2 separate regions of the Neogale vison genome follow, and region 2 is linked to region 1. Evidence: chromatin contacts called from public Hi-C data. All regions are on one chromosome and are shown on one strand. The core of a region is the stretch at or near the end of the contact, and the rest is flanking DNA. Distances in the headings are between cores, read along the strand shown.

Region 1 (5,863 bases), core at 2,733-5,232:
GAAGCGATACATATCACTTCTGCCCACAACCTACTATAGACTAGTGGCTGTAACTTGTTACATGGTTCAGTGGGGTTGAGTGGCAGGGATGTATTATAAAAATATAATCTCTTTATATGCAAGGAAAGAGAGAGTAAGCTAGTCTTTACCATACTAGGGAATTAATTTACTGATTGACTCAGGCTAATTGAATTGCCCTTCTATAGCTGGAGTTTGGTTTGGTTACCTAAAACACACACACACACACACACACACACACACACAGAGTATGCCATTAATGAGGAAGGAATAGGAGTGGTTGTGAACAGTGTGAACTATATGATGCTTTATCTCAATGAAGAAGACAGAAATTGGGCACCTGGGTGGCTCAGTGGGTTAAGCCGCTGCCTTCGGCTCAGGTCATGATCCCGGGGTCCTGGGATCGAGTCCCGCATCGGGCTCTCCGCTGAGTGGAGAGCCTGCTTTCCTCTCTCTCTCTCTCTGCCTGCCTCTCTGCCTATTTGTGATCTCTCTCTGTCAAATAAATAAATAAAATCTTTAAAAAAAAAAAAAAGAAGAAGACAGAAATTTCAGCCATGGAGGCAGGTCATAGAAAGGGATAGTTTGGCTAGTTTCATAAGTCTTTAAATCCATCAATTCATTTACTCTTTTGACTCGAAAGATTGCCTTTGCTCTTTAATAAGTGGATGTAGACTGAATTTCTATTTAAGGAGTTGGCTCAAAAATGACTTATAAATATTTACTGGATTTCAAAGTATAGACTGTTTTTCCATATTTCATTGTTGTGGTTGCTGACAATGGTTTGTCAACCTGGCTAGATTTGTAGTTTTAGAACTGGCAAACAACTAAAATTTCATTAGACCATCCCCTTTATTCTACAGATAAGAAAACTAAGGGCCAAAATGGGTAAAATGATTATCTCAAGGTCACATCTTTTTGCATGTAACAATAACAGTGCTGTCTTTTGAATGATTTCCTCTAAGATGGCATCCTCTAAGTAAATGTACCTAGAGCAATGCTTAAAAAATAAGAACAATTAAGAATTATTACAAATGTTTCCAGGACTGACATTCAATTGGTCCACACTAGCAGAAATGGAAATATTTCTCGACTATTTGGTAAGTAGCTGCTGCTGAGAATCTCTTTAGCTCCTCTCTGTGACCTCTTAGATCCCCCTATTATAATAATAGGATTTGTGTCAAAGGGTTGCTTTGAGAATTACATGATGGAGGTAAGAGTTTATCATGGCGCCTGGCATTCAGCAATATTACACCTAGCCTATTATTTTTATTATAGTCATTAATAAAATGATAGTAGTAAACTTCAAACCAGTTCCTGCATGAATGTTCACAACTTTGGAAATGTGATAATATTCAAGTTCATTAACTTTGATTTGGCTAATCTCTCAATAAAATGGCTACCAGTGTATTTACTTTAACTTTCATTTTCATCTTTCCCATTGTCTAATGGTTAACTCCTCCTTGCCCCACTCACAAGACCCCACAGCTCTGGTTGATGACTAAGAATTTGACACAGGCTGTGTAAAAGAATATAATATACTGACAAGGTTCTATTAGTTCTTGGTATAATATGACAAAAGAATGTTCTGTACCGTCTCTTGCTGAGCAGAACTTATCTTTAAGTTTTCAGATAAGCAAAGATGAGTCTAAAACCTAGCTGGTGAGGGAATGGTAGAGGAAGTGGTGGAGCACTTCTACTTGCTTAAGCAAATATCAGAAACTAGAGGTGATGAGAGGCAGAGGCAGGCAGCTGGGGTGAGAAGAGAGAGTGAGAAGGCCCAGGAACAGCAGTGGGTGGTGGTGGGGAAGCTAGAGCTTGTGGAGAAAACATCTTTTGACAGAGATGTCTTCTAGTGACTAGTAATGTGTAGAACCTTTTGGAGATATTTTCCTTCTCAGAAACAACCTAGCAAGAGAGAGGCATAGTTTCAGTAATTCCTCTCCAGAGAGAGTAAAAGAAATGTTAAAGTTGGAACTGTTGTTAATTTTTTGGAAATTCATTATTGATCTGGAACTCACTGTGTAAAGATTTATTCCCAAAGTCAGCTGTATAACTGATACTTCCAGTTCTGAGGTGGCAGCTAATCCTGGGCATGTCCTGGAAAGGGCCTTGATAACACTGTTCTGTCACAGGCTGAGCACATTGACTCAACAGAGCAGAGTCACCAGAGAAGGAGTTTCTGAGTGTATTGTAGAGACACCCAAATTATCTGGTATTTTAATATGTAATAGACTATCCTACCAAAACACACTAAATTTTGAGCAAATATTCCTAGGACAGATTTTTTTTTTTTAAAGCAGAAGGCAGTAGAGAAGATGTATTTTATTTAATTTTTAAAAAAGATTTTAAACTCACAACCCTGAGATCAAGAATCACATGCTCTACCAACTGAGCCAGCCAGGCACTCCTGAGAAGATATGTATTTTAATTCTTACATTTGGAAAGGAAAAATGAAGGCCAGATGGAAAATCGGATGTTTTGAGGCATATGTAAAGTAAAGCTTTGAACTTGGAGATCTTAAAGTATTATATAAGGTAAGCTTTAAAGTTAAACATCCTTGCTAAATTTTTTTTTAAATGTGCCATGCTCTTTAATTTTATTCAAAATCTTATTTAGCTAATAACTACTATTGAGATTCACAGTCACGTTCTGGAGAATAGGGTAACACCGTAATCACAAAAATCTATAACATAACTCCAAAAACTCAATGACAGAGGTTATATACAGAGATCTAACAAGTTGAAGTCTAGAATTTATACAAAATTGGTACAATGTATTGAATAAAGCAAAATGATCTCAAAGAGAGTATCTATCTTGAATCCCTCTGATTTATTTATCCATGTAACAACTTCAGTGAAAAAATTCAGAAGTCTGTTTTTTTTTCCCAACAAGAAGACACCTAGCCAATCTGTTCTTAAATCAAGGTCAAAGTTGGCTGACAATGTTGCTTAAATATTTTAAAAATGCTGTTTAAACTAAAAAGTAAATATCTATCTTACCTCTGACTTCTGAAAATGATCTAGAGTATGACTGATAAGACATTAGCCTTTACTTCATCTTACGATGGCATAAGCCTAAAATTTCCGTTCATTTCCGACAACCAAAGCTTGTGGCCCTTATAGTAGAATTCTGTTGTTTGCAAGCTCCGGACAGGAACCTCTTTAGTAGAGGATGGCACCATGCATTCAATAAATCATTGTTGAATGACGATCTACAAGCTCTCTGAGCTAGAACGTAATTCTGGCTCTGCCAGTATCTTTTTCGTGTAACTTTAGACAGGTCACTCTACTTTTCCCTCAACTTTCTCTTCTTAAGAGAGATAACAGTCATAAAGATGACTGGAAACTACTTTGCTGAGAGCTTTTTCCTTAAAGGACTGACAGTAAATACCAGAGTCACAAGGTCCAGCAAACCTAAGAAGAAGCTGAGCTTCTTAAGGACAGGGAACTTTCTGTCTTCTTTGAATCAGCTGTTATCTTATTTGTTTTTCTATAATACAGTTCCTGGCCTATAAAAAGGCCTCAATAAATACTGTAAATTTATGAACGTTATTAGGCAGATTGCAGTGTTGGCAGGCCAGTGCCTTGTAAATCTCTTTTCCGTGATCCTTTCCATACTCAGCATCTAAAACGCCGCCGCTATTTGTTTTGGGATAAGTACCTAAGGCATTTACTTAAAAATACCCAAGTTCAGAGAAAATTTTTTTCTGTGCTTGGGGCACCACGTCGCTTTCCCTGTCCGCCCAGCGCTCCAGGCTCGGGATCTGGGTCCCGAGGCTACAGGGAAGAGTTGGGTACGGGAAGCTCACCCTCCGGCCGTCCGATTGGTCGGCTCGCACTCCACTCACACGGCTCGTGTCTCTGATTGGACCCCGTGGCACCCCCTCCCTCGGCCCGCGACTACTTTGTGTGCCGGGGCGGCGCGCTGGGGTCCTCCGGCTCCCCTCGCGGTCTGGGCTGGTCAGAGCTAGGTCTTCGGCCCACTGCTTTGCATCGCGGGCGCCAGGAATTTCCCGAGTGCGAGCGGGTAGGAAGCATCCTAGGGAACCCCTGGCCCGCACCCCCAAGTGCGGTACTTTTTCCCGTACCGAATAAACTTCCGCCTCAAAGGGGCTGTTGCAGCCCCGGGTCGGGGCAGAGGCTAGGCATCAAACGCAGGCCCTTGTGGGAGGTCTTTCCGTCGGGGCAAATATGGAAACAGCTCTCCCAAGATAAAACAGGGCTTCGCTAGTTGCATGGGGGTGCGATGCCATTCTCTGGTCACGCCGCAAGCTGCAGTCGAACGGTCAGACTGGGCTGCAGGGGCTGCGCTGCCGCGATCCCCTCTAAAAAGTAGCAGGAAGCCTGCTTCAACCTCCAGTACCAGTGCTCCTTAGGGGCGCGGAATGAACTGGCTCGGGCCAATCCGTTCCCCGGCTATCGAGAATACGACATTCCCTGGAGATGGCGCTCCCGGGAGTGGGGGAGTTCGGCTCGAGTCGCGCCGCCGTCAGCCTCCGGCCTGCAGGCGGTAGAGGGCGGCCTACGCTCGCGTAGGAAGCAGGCGCCCAAGCGCAGCTGCTGCCCTGCTGGAAGTCTCTCGGTCCCTCTGTGACCCGCGGCTCTGCCTGGCAGCGGATGCTGCAGCTACGCTATCCACCCGCGCAGCGAGAAGGGGGCGGGAAGAAGCCGTGGCACATGCCAGGGTCGCCGTAGGTGGCAGCGGCCGGCGCATGCGCGCCCTCTCCCAGAAGCCTGTAACGCTGAGGGGCGCGCGCCCCCACCCGCGCGCGCACGCTTGCGCTAGCCAAGGCTTCCCCGCCTGCGCTCGTTGTCAGTGCCGCTCCGGCGCGTGCGCGCGTTATCTCCGGCCGACCGGAGTAGCCGGGTTCCCTCTGCTCCAGGCCCCCGCCCCACACCGCCCCCTCCCAGCCCCCAGCCAGCCGGTCCCCTTCCTCTCCTCGCGGAATGGGGCCGGTGCTGCTCGGGGTCGCGCGCCCGGGACCCGGCTCGCGCTCCGTCTCGCGCTGTCAGCGACTGCCCCGCTCGCGCCGCCTCGCGCTCTCGCTCAGTCAGTGGCGCCGAAGGCTCCGTTAAGCAGCGGCGGCGGCGGTTCCTGTTTCCGTTTCTTCCTCTCCTTTCAGTCGGGAGTAGCATCCTCCACCCAGCCACCCCTCCCACTCCCCAACGGGGCAGCTGAGGCTGAGGGCTGTGGCGGCGGCGGCGGCGGCGGCAACTGGGGACGGCGGAGACCGCCTCTGCTCCCGCCTCGGGTAAGGGGGCGTTTGGGAGCCGGGCCCCGCGCGCCTCGGGGTCTGGGGCTGGGCTAGTGCGGGATTCGAGGAGGCGCCGGGGATGTGATCCGGGGCTGTCGCCGCTCTTTCCCCACCAGGCGTGCCCCGGGCCTGTTGCTGCAACTGCTGCTGCTTACCCGGGGCTCCGGGAAAAGTGGGGAGCAAGCCCCCGGGACGCTCTGGCGCGGCCCGGGGGCGCGGGCTGGGGGTGAGGGGCGCCTGCAGCCGCGGCTGTCCTCGGCGTCGCGCATCCTTGCTTCGGGCAGGGGCCGAAGCCAAGGAGAGAAGGGATGGGGGCGGGGGTGGGAGGTGTCCCTCTTTTCTCCTCTCCACCTACCTGCCCTTTCGCCAGCAACTCGGTCCCTGTAGTCACCGACTGTGGGGAGGAGGATGCTTGTACGTTACCGGCTTTTGTGAGGGGTTCTTGGGCCAGAAATCGGGGGGTGGACCTGTACAAAGATCCGCTCCCGGCGAGGGGCCAGTGCCTGGGCAGTTAAAGGCGTGAGTGCCGCTGCACGCCCCCCGCCCCCCAACTGATGTGGAAATGATGAGCTGGCGGCTTTTGAGTAT
Region 2 (5,252 bases), core at 131-2,630, 170 kb before region 1:
TGGTGAATTTGGTTTTCTGGATCTCGTTGCTTTAGGCTGGACATGCATCTTTCATAAAGGCTAGCCATGGGAAATGAAGCTGTTATCCAGACGCTTACCTGCCACTAATGACAGCAGCAATAAATTAAAAGAGAAGCAATTATCCAGAGTTTACTATGTGGCAGGCACAATGCCAAGGGCTTTATAAATGTTTCCTCACTTTGTCCTTACAAAAACCCTAAGAGCTAGGAACTACTGTCATCATTTTTATAGATTGAGGAAATGGAGGTTTGTAGAAGTTAAGACATTTATCCAAGGTGACCCCTAGGGGGAGACACAGAGCACAGATGTGAATCTACACAGAACAGACTTCTGATCCCTCAGCCACTAGGCTGCATGAAAAATGACTTTCCTGTAAAGCTGTCTTCCTGGGCAGCTGTCTGGTGGTTGATGCTGGGAAATATTCCACTCTATTGAAAGCAGGCATTGCCAATGAGATTCCTTTCCCTTCCCCCTCCATCCCTCTCTTGCCTTCCCTATCACTGCCTATCCCAGCTTCAACCCCCTTGTCCATCCCTTTGCTCCAAACCTGCACTGGCCCACATAAACAGGAATCCTCACTCTGCTCAGCTGCCTGGGTCTTCTGGGCCTCCCCGACAGCTTTATGTCCTCCAGGTGCTCCTGGGGGACCTTGAAGAGCGAGGATCCTGCTTCTTCCTGCTCTGGCAGCAGCCTGCCAGGTCCACCATGTTTCCCAGGGGCCCATGGGGCTTGAGGCTTTCACCTTGGGGGCTGTGGTGGCCCCGGGGACAAGGGGGCAGGGGGTGGCTGGGGTCCCCTCCCAGCCATGTGTGAGCAGGCCTGGCCGGAGCAGTGGTCACGCTCTGATTCCCGAGTCTAGGAAGTGCTTGTGGTAGACACAGCAGGTGACTTCCTCCTTGGGGGTGGGTCAGTGGATGAGCCACAGAGGAATACCAGGGTTCAGTTTCACTTTCCTTGTCTCCACACTGTCTCTTACGGTTCTAAGCCCAAAGTGTTGGCAAGTGGCCTCCTAGACCAGCCCCTACAAGTCATCTGAGCTTCTGGGCTTTTGGTGCCTTTCACCTTCCCAGTCAGAGCCTGCTTCCCTGGGTCTGCAGCCTTCCCATTCTGCAGACCTGCAGGGCCCTCCATCACCTGGGCAGGGGACTGCTTCCAGTGGGGAAACAAGCAGAGGTTTATCCCTCATCACTATTCCCCTGGTCCAAAGGGCTCCCCATTTGTCTGATGAGGATCTTTGAAAATTGTTTTGTCATAACTGTGGTGCTGGCCTCAGAACGAGAGAACATTAGTGCTTCCCACAATGATCCTACTGACCCCACAGATCTCAGCAGCTCCCAGGACTGGGGGAGGGGCCGGAAGTCTGGTTTCCTGAGGCAAGGACTCTAAGATGTTGGCAGGGTGACACTGTCTGAGTCACATCTCAAGAGAATTTGGGAGGAGGAGTGCTTTCTTAAACTTTTCTTTGTGGGAAATGAGACTTTGCCTTCAGTAGCTAGTGGGGGACAGGAAATGGTGGGGAGGGTGTACTTGTCCAGGGGTAGCCTCACTGATGGGTACCATCAGGGCCTTACAAAGAAGAGCACTGGAGAAAAGGGATGAGCTGGATGTCCTGGGTTCTGGTGGTGACATGAAAAATGTAATCAAATCATCCTGATGGTCTCCACACATAGATGCTCTTCTGACTCTACACTGACTTCTGTCCCTGGCAGGGGGAGGCTGTGTGCATGGTCGTGGTGGGGACCTGGAGGGGTCTTGTTCCATTCCCTCTGTCTCCTGCAAACATTCTTTACAAATGTCCTCTGGACACACAGCCCCTGCCTCAAGCTCCAGATAAAGGTACTTTTTTCCTTTTTTTTTTTTAATTAAAGATTTTATTTATTTATTGGTCAGAGAGAGAGAGAAAGAGAGAGCACAAACAGGAGGGGTGGAAGAAAGAGAAGCAGGCTCCTGGCTGAGCAGGGAGCCCAATGCAGGGCTCTATTCCAAGACCCAGGGATCATGACCTGAGCCAGGGGCAGAGGTTTAACTGACTGAGCCACCCAGGCATCCCCAGGTAGAGGCACTTGCCTGAGGCCAAAGTTCGTGGGAAGTGGTGGAGTGGGGATTCAAGCTGAGGTCAGCTAAAGCCCAGGTGTTTACTGTGTACACTAGTGACCTTCTGCACACAGGAGGGACTCTGAAGGAAAACAGCTGGACTTGTCCTCTGGGTGAATACTCTCTTAGGAGACAGGAGTCACTGAGACCTTTTTCTGGCAGCAGCAAGAGGACCAATGGAGTGGGTGTCCTTTGGTCCTTGAGCTTATGTGGGTCTGGAGAGAAGCGTTAGTGAGAAGCTACTGCATTTGTGGTCCATTGTGGGCATTCAAGGGAAAAGTACTTGCCCTGGTTTTCACCGTTTTCTAGTCTGAAACGGCTGGAGTGGAAATATTCAGCCACAAGTCACTCAGAAGTGACTTTTCAAACTTGCCTTGCGACACATTCTCCTAATAATGCACTTTAAGTCCCGTGAGCATCTGCCACCCCCTCTCAAGGATTCAGAGACCCAAGTTACCTCCTACTCCCAGCTGATGGGAATATTGGAGAAGTCAAAGGGAGGTGGACTCAGGCAGGAGGGGCCAACCGCTGTCATTACAGATGAGAGGGGACCCAGACAGTTGCTGACAGCCAAGAAACACCTGTTTTAGGGCAGAAGCAAGGGCTAATCTTGGTAACATTGATGGAAAGATGACATTTTGTCAGGTACTGAGAGAACCTGGTGGAGCAAATTTGCATTCATGTTCTACATGGGTTTCTCTGGTGATTCATGGGCCAGTCACTGAAAAATGTGTGAGGTTTGCAGAAGTATTTCCTACAGCAAATTCAGTTCCACATTGAAAAGGGCCTGAGTACAAGCATTTTTTCCCCAAATTTCATTTATTTATTTGAGAGAGAAAGAGAGAGAGAGAGAGAGAGAGAGAGGAAGAGAGCACAAGAATGGGGAGGAGGGGCAGAGGGAGAGAGAGAAGCAGGCTCCCCACTGAGCAGGACCCTGGGATCATGACCTGGGCTGAAGGCAGACACTTAAGCGACTGAGCCACCCAGGTGCCCCCGTGAGTAGGAACATTTTAATGAACCGTTGCAGCACTAGATGCTACTAAGCAAAAAGCTTTTCTCTTTTAATTTTTAAAAATTTATTTTTTAAATGAGGATAGGCAGACAGGTTATCCATAAGGGCATAAATCTTTCCAAAATGGTTTGCAGAGTACAAAGTTTGAAGGTCTCTATCAGGAAGAACAGGTTCTATGTCTAACGTCTCCTTACTTGGGGACACAGCAAGCCCCTCAGCCTTGGGTCTAGTGAGAGACTAAGTCTGCCCTCTTCCCAGCAGCGAAGATGGAGGGGAATGCTGGGCTGGTGGGCTGGTGGGCGGGGTGGAGGGGTAGTGGGGAGGGGCAAGGGCACCACCCTTGGGCCATAAATATCTTCATCATCCCTTTTAACAAAGGCATATTTCCATACAGATGGGAAAAAAAGACCTGGGGAAAATACCAAATGTGCATAACAGTTAACTCCGAGTGATTCTTATTTATTTTTTATTCAAATGTATTTTTCAAAATGTCCACAAAGAATTCACATTCCTTTTACAAGAGAAAAAACACATTGTAAATACCTCTCTCAGGCAGAAAAATAACCATTTATGTAACGTTCTGATTTATAAAGTCTTTTTCAGACACATTCTGATTTCATTCTCTCAATAGCGCTGATGACAATTTCCATTTAAGCTTCAGAACACAAGCCTCAGGAGGTTGAGGAACTTTCTCAAGGACAAACGACTCCAAGCCCAAGCTGCCGAGCCAGAGTGGGAGCTGGTCTTTTCCGTTCGGTTGCCTCATGTGGTAGGTAGGATATGAGGTTCTCGGGATGAGGACTGAGGCTGCAAAAGGAAATCAAGGGCAGGTTCAGGGAGAAAGCAAGGGAACGGCTAATCTCAAGGGAGGTGAGGGTTTGGGGGCTGGTGCTTCGATAGCTGGGACATGAGACTTTGGGGTTTATTTAGTGGACTCTGGGTGATTTCTGAGCTGAGTAGAGAGCATGCCTTCGGGAGGCTGGTCCTCTGGGGCTCCTGACAGCTGGGCTTGGCTCTGCCTGGCTCACCTCTCCAGCTGGAGACAATTAAAACCTGCTCCCCCAGGCTGTGCATGAGCCCATACATTCCTCCTCCTTTTCTGGGCCCAAGGAGGGCCTTCTTCCTTGGGGTTTAAATAAAGGGAGTGGCTCGTGGTCCTGAGGCCAGCCTCCTCACACCAGAAGATTCAGGGCTCCTCCAGGAGTCAGGAGTTGCCCTCTGCTGGGGTGAGAGCTTTTGGGCTGAGGCAGGCCTGTGAACCAAATCTATGGGGAAAGCATTTGGAGATGAAGACAGAAAGGTCAAATCAGAAAGACATTCTCTTTCAGGTCTGCTCATGATGTTTAGGACAGTCCCTCTTCCTTTGCTTGGTTAGAAATGAAAAAGACTAGCAAGGGGGGGGGGAATGGAAGGAGAAGGGGACCCCCATGTAGGGCTCCCCGTGGAGGCTGAGGGGACCTCAGCTGGCTCCCCCCGTTCTCTTTTAGGGGTCAGCCTTGCTGGGATGAGGCTGATATGTGCCTGCTCCATGATGTGCACCAGCTGGAAGGAGTCTGGAGTCTAGCTGATTGGGAAGGAAGATGAGAGGGTGTATTTTTTCTAGAGATTAAGAAAAAGTGGTGCATTAGAGCCAGCTCCCACCAGCCTGTGAGAGACCAGTTGTGAAATTTTCAAGAATCTGTGAATCATCATGTTGGTAGCTTGAAATTGGTCAAAGTGGGAGTATTTACACCATGGAAATTGGCAAACACGACAAACCAGGGCTTCCCTGTGCCGGAGAGCTGGTTGTTAGTTGAGCAGGTGTACCCTTCACCTCATGGCTTGGGGTTTCCTGTGCTCTTCTGAGGGAGAGGATGACAACAACGTCTAGCTTTGGTCTCCTGTCTGTGATGTCATGGTGGGAAGTGGGGTCCCACTTGCCTGTGGCTTTCTCTGCTTTCCTTTTCCTATATCTGAGTCACAGAGGACAGGCTTGGCTGGAAAGGGACTTCCTATGTCCTCCATTCCTATGCTCTAGACCATGTGACAGCTAGTCCAATGCCCAGGACAAAGTAAACTGCTCCAGAAATATTTATTCAAGGGTGACGAAGGGGTCAATGTCACCTGCTGTAAGAATTGCGTCACT

Evidence for each region. Hi-C and Micro-C count contacts between places; a contact is called where the count stands out from the background.
Region 2: a contact with region 1 is called in a Hi-C map of fibroblasts, with 2.9 times the contacts expected there. The contact joins the enhancer-like site here to the promoter of FUT8 in region 1. A contact is called at or near these places in 2 of 3 Hi-C or Micro-C datasets (fibroblasts and muscle).

Annotation. Positions count from the first base shown.
Region 1 is chr13:35,573,660-35,579,522 of ASM_NN_V1, reverse strand. FUT8 (alpha-(1,6)-fucosyltransferase) reads left to right here and starts at 3,982. Exons shown (of 12, transcript XM_044231322.1): 1 at 3,982-4,047.
Region 2 is chr13:35,745,884-35,751,135 of ASM_NN_V1, reverse strand. No RefSeq gene overlaps it. Among named protein-coding and RNA genes, the nearest start is that of MAX, 37 kb to the left of the region's middle. Within about 2 kb of position 1,380, the one cell type or tissue checked has open chromatin away from gene starts, as enhancers often do. A contact at or near this core is called in fibroblasts, where this site is marked.